Linked DNA regions of Rattus norvegicus: region 2 is linked to region 1. The links are chromatin contacts, called in public Hi-C maps. All regions are on one chromosome and are shown on one strand. The core of a region is the stretch at or near the end of the contact, and the rest is flanking DNA. Distances in the headings are between cores, read along the strand shown.

Region 1 (4,229 bases), core at 599-3,098:
TTTCTGTTGGTGTTTTTTGAGGTATGGTCTCTCACTGTCATGGAATTTACTGAGTAGGCTACGGTGGGTAGCCAGTGACGCCAGGGATCTGTCTATTCTCAGGTCTGGGATTTTAACTGAGTACCATTCCACCTACCTGTTTTAAATGTGTCTTCTAGGGTTCTAACTCAGTTCCTTATGCTTATAAGGCAAGAGCTTTTACTAACTGAGCACCTCTAACAACCTCTTTGGAGAAGTCATGGCTTCTAAGATAGACAGGATTGCCAAGAGGCCACACTCAGGAGCTCCACACCATAAAGCCAATGACAATGTGTGTTTCCAAAAAGGAAAATGGTTTATGCACATTTCTGTTGGTTCTCAATGGGAGGGTCAAGACCCCTTTGGGGAAAGACCACCAGGAAACATAGATATTTACATTATAGCTCATACCAGGAGCAGAATTACAGTTCTGAAGTAGCAAAGAAAATAATTTTATGGTTGGGGTCACCACAAAATGAGGAACTGTATTAAAGGGTCACAGCACTGGGAAGGTTGAGTTTCTGGTCTAAAGTTTCTACCTAACTGGGCTCATTGGTAGATGGAGAACTGGGAACGTATAGGTAGATACAGGATCTTCTGCTGCACCTGGAAAGAAAGAATCTGGATGAAGGGGGCACAAACCCTGAGCTCCGTGAACTTGATAAAACGGGTTGGCTGTGCCGGCCATGGTGCCATGCTCTGCATTCTCAGAACTTGGGAGGCAGAGGCAGGTAGACACAGAGTTCAAGACCAGCCTGGGCTACGTGGTGAGTTCAAAGCCAGCCTGGATTACACAGTAAGACTCTGCTTTAGTTACTTTTCTTGCTGCTGTAATAAAACAATCGGTCAAAGCAAATTAAGGAAGGAGGGAAAGGCTTCTTCTGATTCATCACAGTTGGGGAGTTCGTTCATCGTGACGAGGAAAGCAGAGGTGGACATGTCTGGTTCCAGTGCGTCTTCACCCAGGAAGACGACAAATTAATGCTGGTGCCCAGCTAGTTCTCTCCTTTTCAGGGGGTTCAGGGCCCAAGCACAGGGAAAGGTGCTTTCAGGGTGTGTCCTTCTACCGAGATTCCTATCTAATCCAGAGCATCTCTCACAGGTGTGCCTGCAGGCTCACCTCCTGGGTGACTCCAAATCCTCTCAGGTTTGGCTAGACATGCTGTTCTCTTACCCAGCCCAACCTCAGTTGTTGGTGGGGACGGCTTCCCTAGGCTAGCAGAGGGGCCCAAGCAGGTCACTCAGGAACAGTCCTGAAATGTGAATTCAGCCACATTGAATTCTGTGTTTCCACGTGCCTACACTGCCAGCCCCACTCCCACACAAATTCAATCCCCATACATGGACACAGAGCTAGTTCCACTGGCTTCACCCCAAGGTCACCATGTTCCTAAAGTCTAGCTTGGCTCAAATATCTTTACCTACTATGGTCTCCCCCCCCCCCCCCGTGTGTCGGACCTACCATTTTCAGTAGCTGATAGAAATCCACGGTTTATTTATTTTTTTCCCCAGTAGAAAATCCACAGCGGGGTGAGTGTGGCTGAAGCTGCTTTTTCTGTCAGCTCACTGTCAGTGCCCTTGAATAAATGACCATAATTAATAATGGGACTTAAAGGCATTCATCTTGTTCAACGACCAGTGGGGCAGATAGATACAATTATAGACAGAGAGACAATATAAACAGGGCTGCCTCGGGTCTACATATTTACAGCTGTGGGGTGTAAGGCAAATGAACCCATCCAGTAGCAACCGGATGAAATTCCAACTGGGAGATTTATAACTGCTACTGGCAGCAAATCACAGCTGATATTCTGGGCCGAGTTTAGCCCAGCGTGTGATTCTTACTCAGATCACGCTAAATATAGACTTGGAGCGGCCACATGGAGGAACATCCAGAGAGAGAAGGATCCGCCATCTGGAATTGCTATGTCTCTTTCCAACAGAAGTGAATTCTTCCCAGAGTGTGGTTTCCTTCAGATCAGGCAAGAGATCCGTCTCTTGCTGATTCCTGGAGGGGCGCTCAGGCTGCTGGAAAAATAGGACCCAACTTACATTTGGCTCTCTAGCACTCTGGGACAAAATTCTCCCTCACAAGGTTATCACCGTGATTATTCTCATGAAGAGACTCATTCGTGAACACGAGAAATGGTGGTACGTGTTTATAGTACTCGCGCCGGGGAGGCTGAGGCAGCAGGGTTGCAAGTTTGAGGCCAGTCTGCCTCTGCAACAAAATGTAAACAAAAGAATTAATAAGGGTGTGTCTTACACACTTTCTCTACATGCTCAGCGGCACTGCCAAGAAAAGTCGTCAGAGCTGTTTTTGCCAAAACATCGGAGAGGTTCTGTATAATGGGTTGAGTAAAAAGTGTCTCCCATGGGTTCAGGTGCTTGAACACTTGGTCCTCAGTTTGTGGTGCTCTTTGTGGAGATTATGGAACTTTGAGTGGGTGGAGCATTACTGGAGGAAGAACATCACTGGGAGGCTTTGAAGATGAAAGCAAGACGATCCAGCTCCCGAAGTCATCCTTTGCCCAGTACTATGGACTGTATTCCTGCAGACCCATGAGCCAAAATAAACCCTCACTTCCCTAAGTCACTTTTTTGTCAGTATATGTCACCATAGCAACAGGAAAGAAACTAATACATCCCAGATTGAGTATTGTGATTCCCACACCCCTCAGGCCCATTGGTTACCTTCAGGAAGTGTTTTTTTTGTTTGTTTGTTTTGTTTTGTTTTGTTTTTTTAAGTTTTTAAAAACTTTATAACAAAGCTCTGGTCACAAAAGAGAAGGAAGTTTCAAGCTTCCTTAACAGGATAGGGGCCCAAGATTTTGAATTCTATAGCTAATTAGGAGCAGAGGAAGGCATGGTCTCCTGGAACCTGATAGCTTCTCTTATCTGCTTTTGGTTGAATATAGACTTAAACCTCTCCTTGAACTGCCTGTCCTCACACGCAGGTAATTTTTGGAAGATCATTTGGCTGCAAAGGGGCGAAGGGGGTAAAATTAGCTGCAGGAGCCAAAGGAGAGAATCCATGTATGACCTGAAAGTGAGCAGAGCTGTGTATGAGGGCCAACCCGCAGGGTTTGCTGACCATCAGATGCTGAGGTAAGGGGGAGAGGCGAGGAGTGACACCCAAGGCTGTGTCAGGATGCGTAATACTGGGCATGTCGTTAAAACTGTCAAGGAATCTCTGTAGAGGTTATGAGCTAGTGGAAACAAGCCAAAGCTAGCGGCCTAGGCATTTATTCATATATAAGAAGTCTCAGAGTCGTTAGTTTGGGGAACTGCACGGGTGGGAGAGCCCACGGTTACAAATCTCAGTGGGGTAGAAGGTTTGAGGTAGGAGATGAGTCTGATATTAGCCACACTGAACTTGAGAAATTTGCCATATTCCATTTAGGTTTTTGAGTGGGCAGAAAGATGCATGGCTCTGGAATGGGAGGGAAGGAGGGTTCTGGGATGGAAACAACACAGTTGTTGGCCACACAAAAAGGAGATGACTGCTATTCCCTTCTGTGATAAAAAAAATGCCCTGGCTAAAAGCAACCTAGTGGGTGGGGCGTTATTTGACTTACACTTCCAGGTTGCTGTCCATTCTTGAGGGAAGTCAGGGCAAGGATTTAAACAGGCTCCTGGAGCAGAAATCATGGAGGAATAAATAAATCAGCCAGCCCGAACCATTTCTGAGACATCAGCCTTCTGCTTGCTGCCTGACTTCTGGATTGCTCAATGGCTTGTGTTTACCTAGCTTTCTCATACAGAGCTCAGAGCCACTTGACCCGGGGTGGCATCGCCTACAGTGGGCTGGACCTTCCTACGTAAATCAACACTTAAGACTATCTCCTACAGACATGTTCCCAGGTCAGTCTGATCTGGGCAGTTCCTCAACGGAGGCTTTCCTCTTGGAAGACTCCAAGCTGTGTCAAACTAAAGCTAGCCAGGATAACTGAGAACGTGAACAGAAGGCTACTTCTCAAGAGGTATCCAGGAAGACACATGAAAAAGACATTAAAGGAAGGCTTCGGCAGTCCGAGGAGAACCAGACATATGTGGTCAGTGGGCCCATATCTCAAGCTGAGCGAAGCCAAAGTCCGAAGCCTATTAGACCCTACTGGAGGTGAAACAACAACCTTTGGCTTGGAGAACTGAGTTCCAGGGGCAATTTTGACAGTGTGTGTGTCTCTAGAAGTTCGTCATTTTTAATACAG
Region 2 (4,229 bases), core at 1,287-3,786, 110 kb before region 1:
CCAACTTTTTTTCCTGTTTTGTCTTTTAAGACAGGGTCTCTCAATGTAGACCAGACTGGCCTCAAACTCAGAAATCTGCCTGCCTTCACCTCTGAGTACTGAGATCCATAGCATGTCCCACCACCGCCCAGCAGTGTCCCATTCGATTTGGATGTGCTGGTTATCCCAGCTCTTGGGAGGAGGAAAGCAGGGGGATGAGAAAGGTGTTCAAGATGGTCTTTGGCTATATAAAATTCTGACCAGCCTGGGCTAGATGAAACCTTGTCCTAAAAACAAAAACCAAACAACCAACTCTCCCTGAATCCAGTTTAGGCATTCTTAGCTCTAGAATGTGGCCCATGTATTTTTGACAGGTTGCTGGAAACCATCAGTAGAGGCAAATTTAAACCAGGAGTGGGGTTAGGGTGGGGGTGTGGTAATGTTTGAAGGGTCTGATGGGTCAGCAGGGTCTGCAAGTGGCCTCAGGTGGGTGGAAGCCACGGAAGACACCAAATGTCCTACAGCGCCCAGGGCAGTCATCCTTAAAACCCTATCATGTGGCCAGGCATTGAGGAGGCTTACCCAGAAGACCTTACCTGCCTGGGCTAACCTATCACATTCTAGGCAGGCTAGACAGCGAGACCCTGTTTCAAGCAAAACAACCCAACACTCTCTTGCTCAAGTTACCAGGTCCATGTCAGTAAGAGCTAGGCGGATGTGAAGGCTACTTTTGGGTGTCAACTTTCCTACATCAGGAATTAAAACCCCAATGACTGGGCCCACGAGTGATAGATTTCTGCTTAATTAAATCATTTGATTGGGGTCTTTGAGGCAAAAAGATAATGCCTTTAACCCAGACCTTTTGAGATGGAAAGAGTCACCTGTAATGTGGCTCTTTTGAAGTGGGAAGACATACCTTTAATCTGGGGCAAGCTTGCTTGCAGCCTATTTAAATGACATGGGATAAGGGAGCTTTTGCTCTTTGCCTGTTTATTCTCTGTCTCACTAGCAAGTCCATTCCTTCACTATCATTATAACCTGCTTGAGATTCCAGCGTATACTGAAGACCAGCCGAGACATTCGGCTTTGGGGACTGAACAACTACTGAATCCCTGGACCTTCTGTTGTTAGACAGTCATTGTTCGATTAACTGAACCACAGCCTGTGAGGTATTCTAACACATACCCTTTCCGTACATATATATTCATTCTGTAAGTTCTGTTCCTCTAGAGAACAGAAAAGCCCAGGAGGATCACCAAGGAAACAGAAGTGTTCTGTACTGTCACTCCAGCCTCCTTCCCATCGCGCCCTTCCTTGTTCCTGTCAGCCTCCACTACCAAACATTAAACACAACAACAAAAGCTAATCATCTCTCAATTCTCTCTAGGATGGCTGCGTCTCTACTGAAATTCGCCCTCTCTTCGGTCTGTGACTATGTTGCTCCTGCCAAGAATGTCATCTGAGACAAGCATTTTAATATGAGCAGGCACATATCAATCTTACTTTGAAAGAAAAAAGGTGCCAGAGAAATCTCTCAAAGAGCTCAGCGAACTAACAACCGTGCTGCAGGTTTGGAGTGCGCAAAGGGCTTTCCAATAACGTCTCGTAATTCGACCTGGCAACACACTGGCAGGAGGCTTATTACAATGCGGCAGTGCTACGGCACTCGAGGAACCAGGTCGGTGACCGCCTGGATCCAGACACTGGGCTAGAGGAGGGTAGGAGACCAGAGCGCGCCAGGCTGAATGCAGACCAAGACGAACCTTCAGGTCCCGCATTTGACTTCCCCTCAATCCAAACCATCCCGGACGTTTCCTCTCTCTCCTTGCCCACAGCCAAACACGTCCTCAAAAGGCATCTTAACTGGAACCAGAGTCGCACGGATTGACGTGCGATCGTGGGAAGTCCTGGCTTGCAGCCTCGCGAGGAGCCCGGGGTGAGATCTAGAATAGCGGCTGCAGCTAGGCCAAGGCCGGGTGTTTGCGGCAGGTGTTCGCAGGAGGCCCTGAGCTTTGCAAGCTGAGCCTAGTTCCTCGGCCTCTGCGCAGTGCGGCGTGCAGTAAGGCGGTGTGTCTTCAAGGGAGCATGGGGAGTCTATCCATATTTTTAAAGGGCTCGCGTCCTGCAGCCCAAAGCTGCTGCTCCGCAGTGACGAGAACGCACCTGCGCTGCGCAAGGTCATGTGACCGAGCCTCATGCATCTCCGCAGCTAGCCAGGCCCGAGACAGACGTAAGGTCCCAGGACAAAGAGGCAGGACGGTTCCTGGAAACCGTCCTCCCGTTGAAGAGTAAATGCCAACGCCCGTTACTCTCCGTTCGTGTTTGTCTTCCCGACCCTGTTCCGCTTCTAAGAGGGCCCGGGTGCGCGTACCGCCCGTGGCTCCCCAGCGCGTACCTGGCAGCTACGGGCGCGCGCCCCACCCTCCAGGTGAGCAGCGCCAGGCCCCGCCCTCGCCCCAAGGCCCCTCCTCCCACTCGCGCCTGCGCAGTGCGTCCGGCGGCGCCGGGCGCCGGGGCGGCGCGGCCGTCGCAGTTCGGCGGGCGCAGTGCGCGTGCGCCGTGGCGGCTAGGGGGCGGGCGGCGGCCGCGGCGAGGAGCGGGGGTGGGGAGGCGCCGTCTGGCTCGGGCTGGGCCGGCGGGGAGCACGAGCGAGCCACGGCGGCCCCGTTGGCAGCCTCGGTGGCCGACAGGTGAGACGCGTGTGGGGCCGGGTGCTGGGCTGTGAGGGGAAAGCGAGTGGGCCTCGCGGCGCGCGTACCCAGGTGAGCACAGCCCGCGGGGCCCCGGGCGCATTGTCCGCGGGCGGCGCCCCTCAGCGCCCCCTGCCGGCCGGGCTCGGTGGGGCCGGGGCGCGGCGGGCTGGGGCCCGGGCGTGCGCGAGTTCCTTTGTTCGTCGCCCCCGCCCGGTCCCCGCCGCCCCCGCCAACATGGCGCTTGCGGGGTCCCTGCCCCAGCCCCGCGGCCGCTTCCCGCGCGCTTTGTTCCGTGCCGGGCGGGGGGCGGGGGCGGGGGCATTGCGTAACCCGGCGGGGGAGGGGCGTGGCGGGACCCCCGCGGCGGGTCACCGCGGTGACGCCCTGCCTGGGGGGCTCGGGCGCGGGCCTGTGTGACCTTGGGTTTGCCTCCCTGAATGCGCCGGATAGATGTGCGGTGCGGATACTGCGTAGCGCCGGGGGTCGCGGTCCCTAGCGGCTTCCTGCACGGATGGTGCGTTCTGGGCCTTTCCGGGAGGAGGGGGTGTCGGGTTGAGAAATGGCTTCAGTCATCCACGTCGTTGCATGCGCATCTCAAAGTTTGTTTACGCAATTGTTTTTATATTGATTTGGTTTCGATGATCTGTGGATTGGGGTTTTTCTCTGTGTGTGTGTGTGTGTGTGTGTGTGTGTAGTCTTCTGGTTTAAAGGCTTGTTTATTTCTCGTGTACATCGTAAAGCCATACAAGAGAAACGTTTAAGTGTTGTAAAGGATTTCAGTGTGACTAGCGAGGAAGATGGTATCCGTATCGAAATGCGAATGCCTCACTAACTTTCCTTGGAATTTTCTGGAAGAAGCTGCAGCCTGGAAGGATTGATGGAGAGTAATTGCCTTCTGCATAGCTTTTGTTAGGGAGAGAAAATGAAACCTGATCTTAGACGTTTTCTTACCTACACATCCTGAGCACACTTCTGAGGTGGTGAAATTTTGGAAAGATAGAAGAGAGGAGGTGTATCTTTAGCCTTCCTTTTCACCATCTCAGCATTTGTTAATAGGCGATCATGATTTACAGGATGTCCATGATCAGATTTCATAATTGTGTATTAACGTTGCCTGCTATATTTATTAAAACGTAGTGTTTCTTCCAATAAGTAAAACGAAATTAGCTTAAAATCCTACCGAAATGCCTAAGAAATGAATCAAGCAAAAGGGCTTTTAGTCTAAATTTGTATCAAGTCTCCTGTACTCTAGACTGGCCTTGAACTCAGTATCCTTCAGCCTGGAGTACAAGCCAGTGAGGGGCCATCTTTTTATACACTTAGGGTTTTTGAAGTGTATGTGTATGGATGTTTTGTCTGCGTATTTGCCTGGTTACCACATCTGTGCCTGGTGCCCAAGGGGTCCAGGAGAGGGCTCTGAACTCCCGGGACTGGAGTCAGACAAATGTGAGTGCTGGGAATCAAACATGGGTCCTTTGGAAGAACAGCCAGTGAGTACTGTTAACCGCTGAGCCATGCTTAAGATCTTTTAAAAATAGATTTTTCACTGTTGAATTT

What was found. A called contact is a pair of places that touch in the nucleus more often than the background predicts.
Region 2: a Hi-C map of the A7r5 cell line shows a contact between it and region 1, with 2.3 times the contacts expected there. The contact joins the promoter of Spin1 here to the enhancer-like site in region 1. A contact is called at or near these places in 4 of 12 Hi-C or Micro-C datasets (the A7r5 cell line, Schwann cells, kidney and 1 more).

The regions. Positions count from the first base shown.
Region 1 is chr17:14,148,995-14,153,223 of GRCr8, reverse strand. No RefSeq gene overlaps it. Among named protein-coding and RNA genes, the nearest start is that of Nxnl2, 36 kb to the left of the region's middle. Within about 2 kb of position 1,848, at least 14 of the 93 cell types and tissues checked have an H3K27ac peak or open chromatin away from gene starts, as enhancers often do. A contact at or near this core is called in the A7r5 cell line, where this site is marked.
Region 2 is chr17:14,255,369-14,259,597 of GRCr8, reverse strand. It overlaps Spin1 (spindlin 1), which reads left to right and starts at 2,536. Exons shown (of 6, transcript NM_001419143.1): 1 at 2,536-2,669.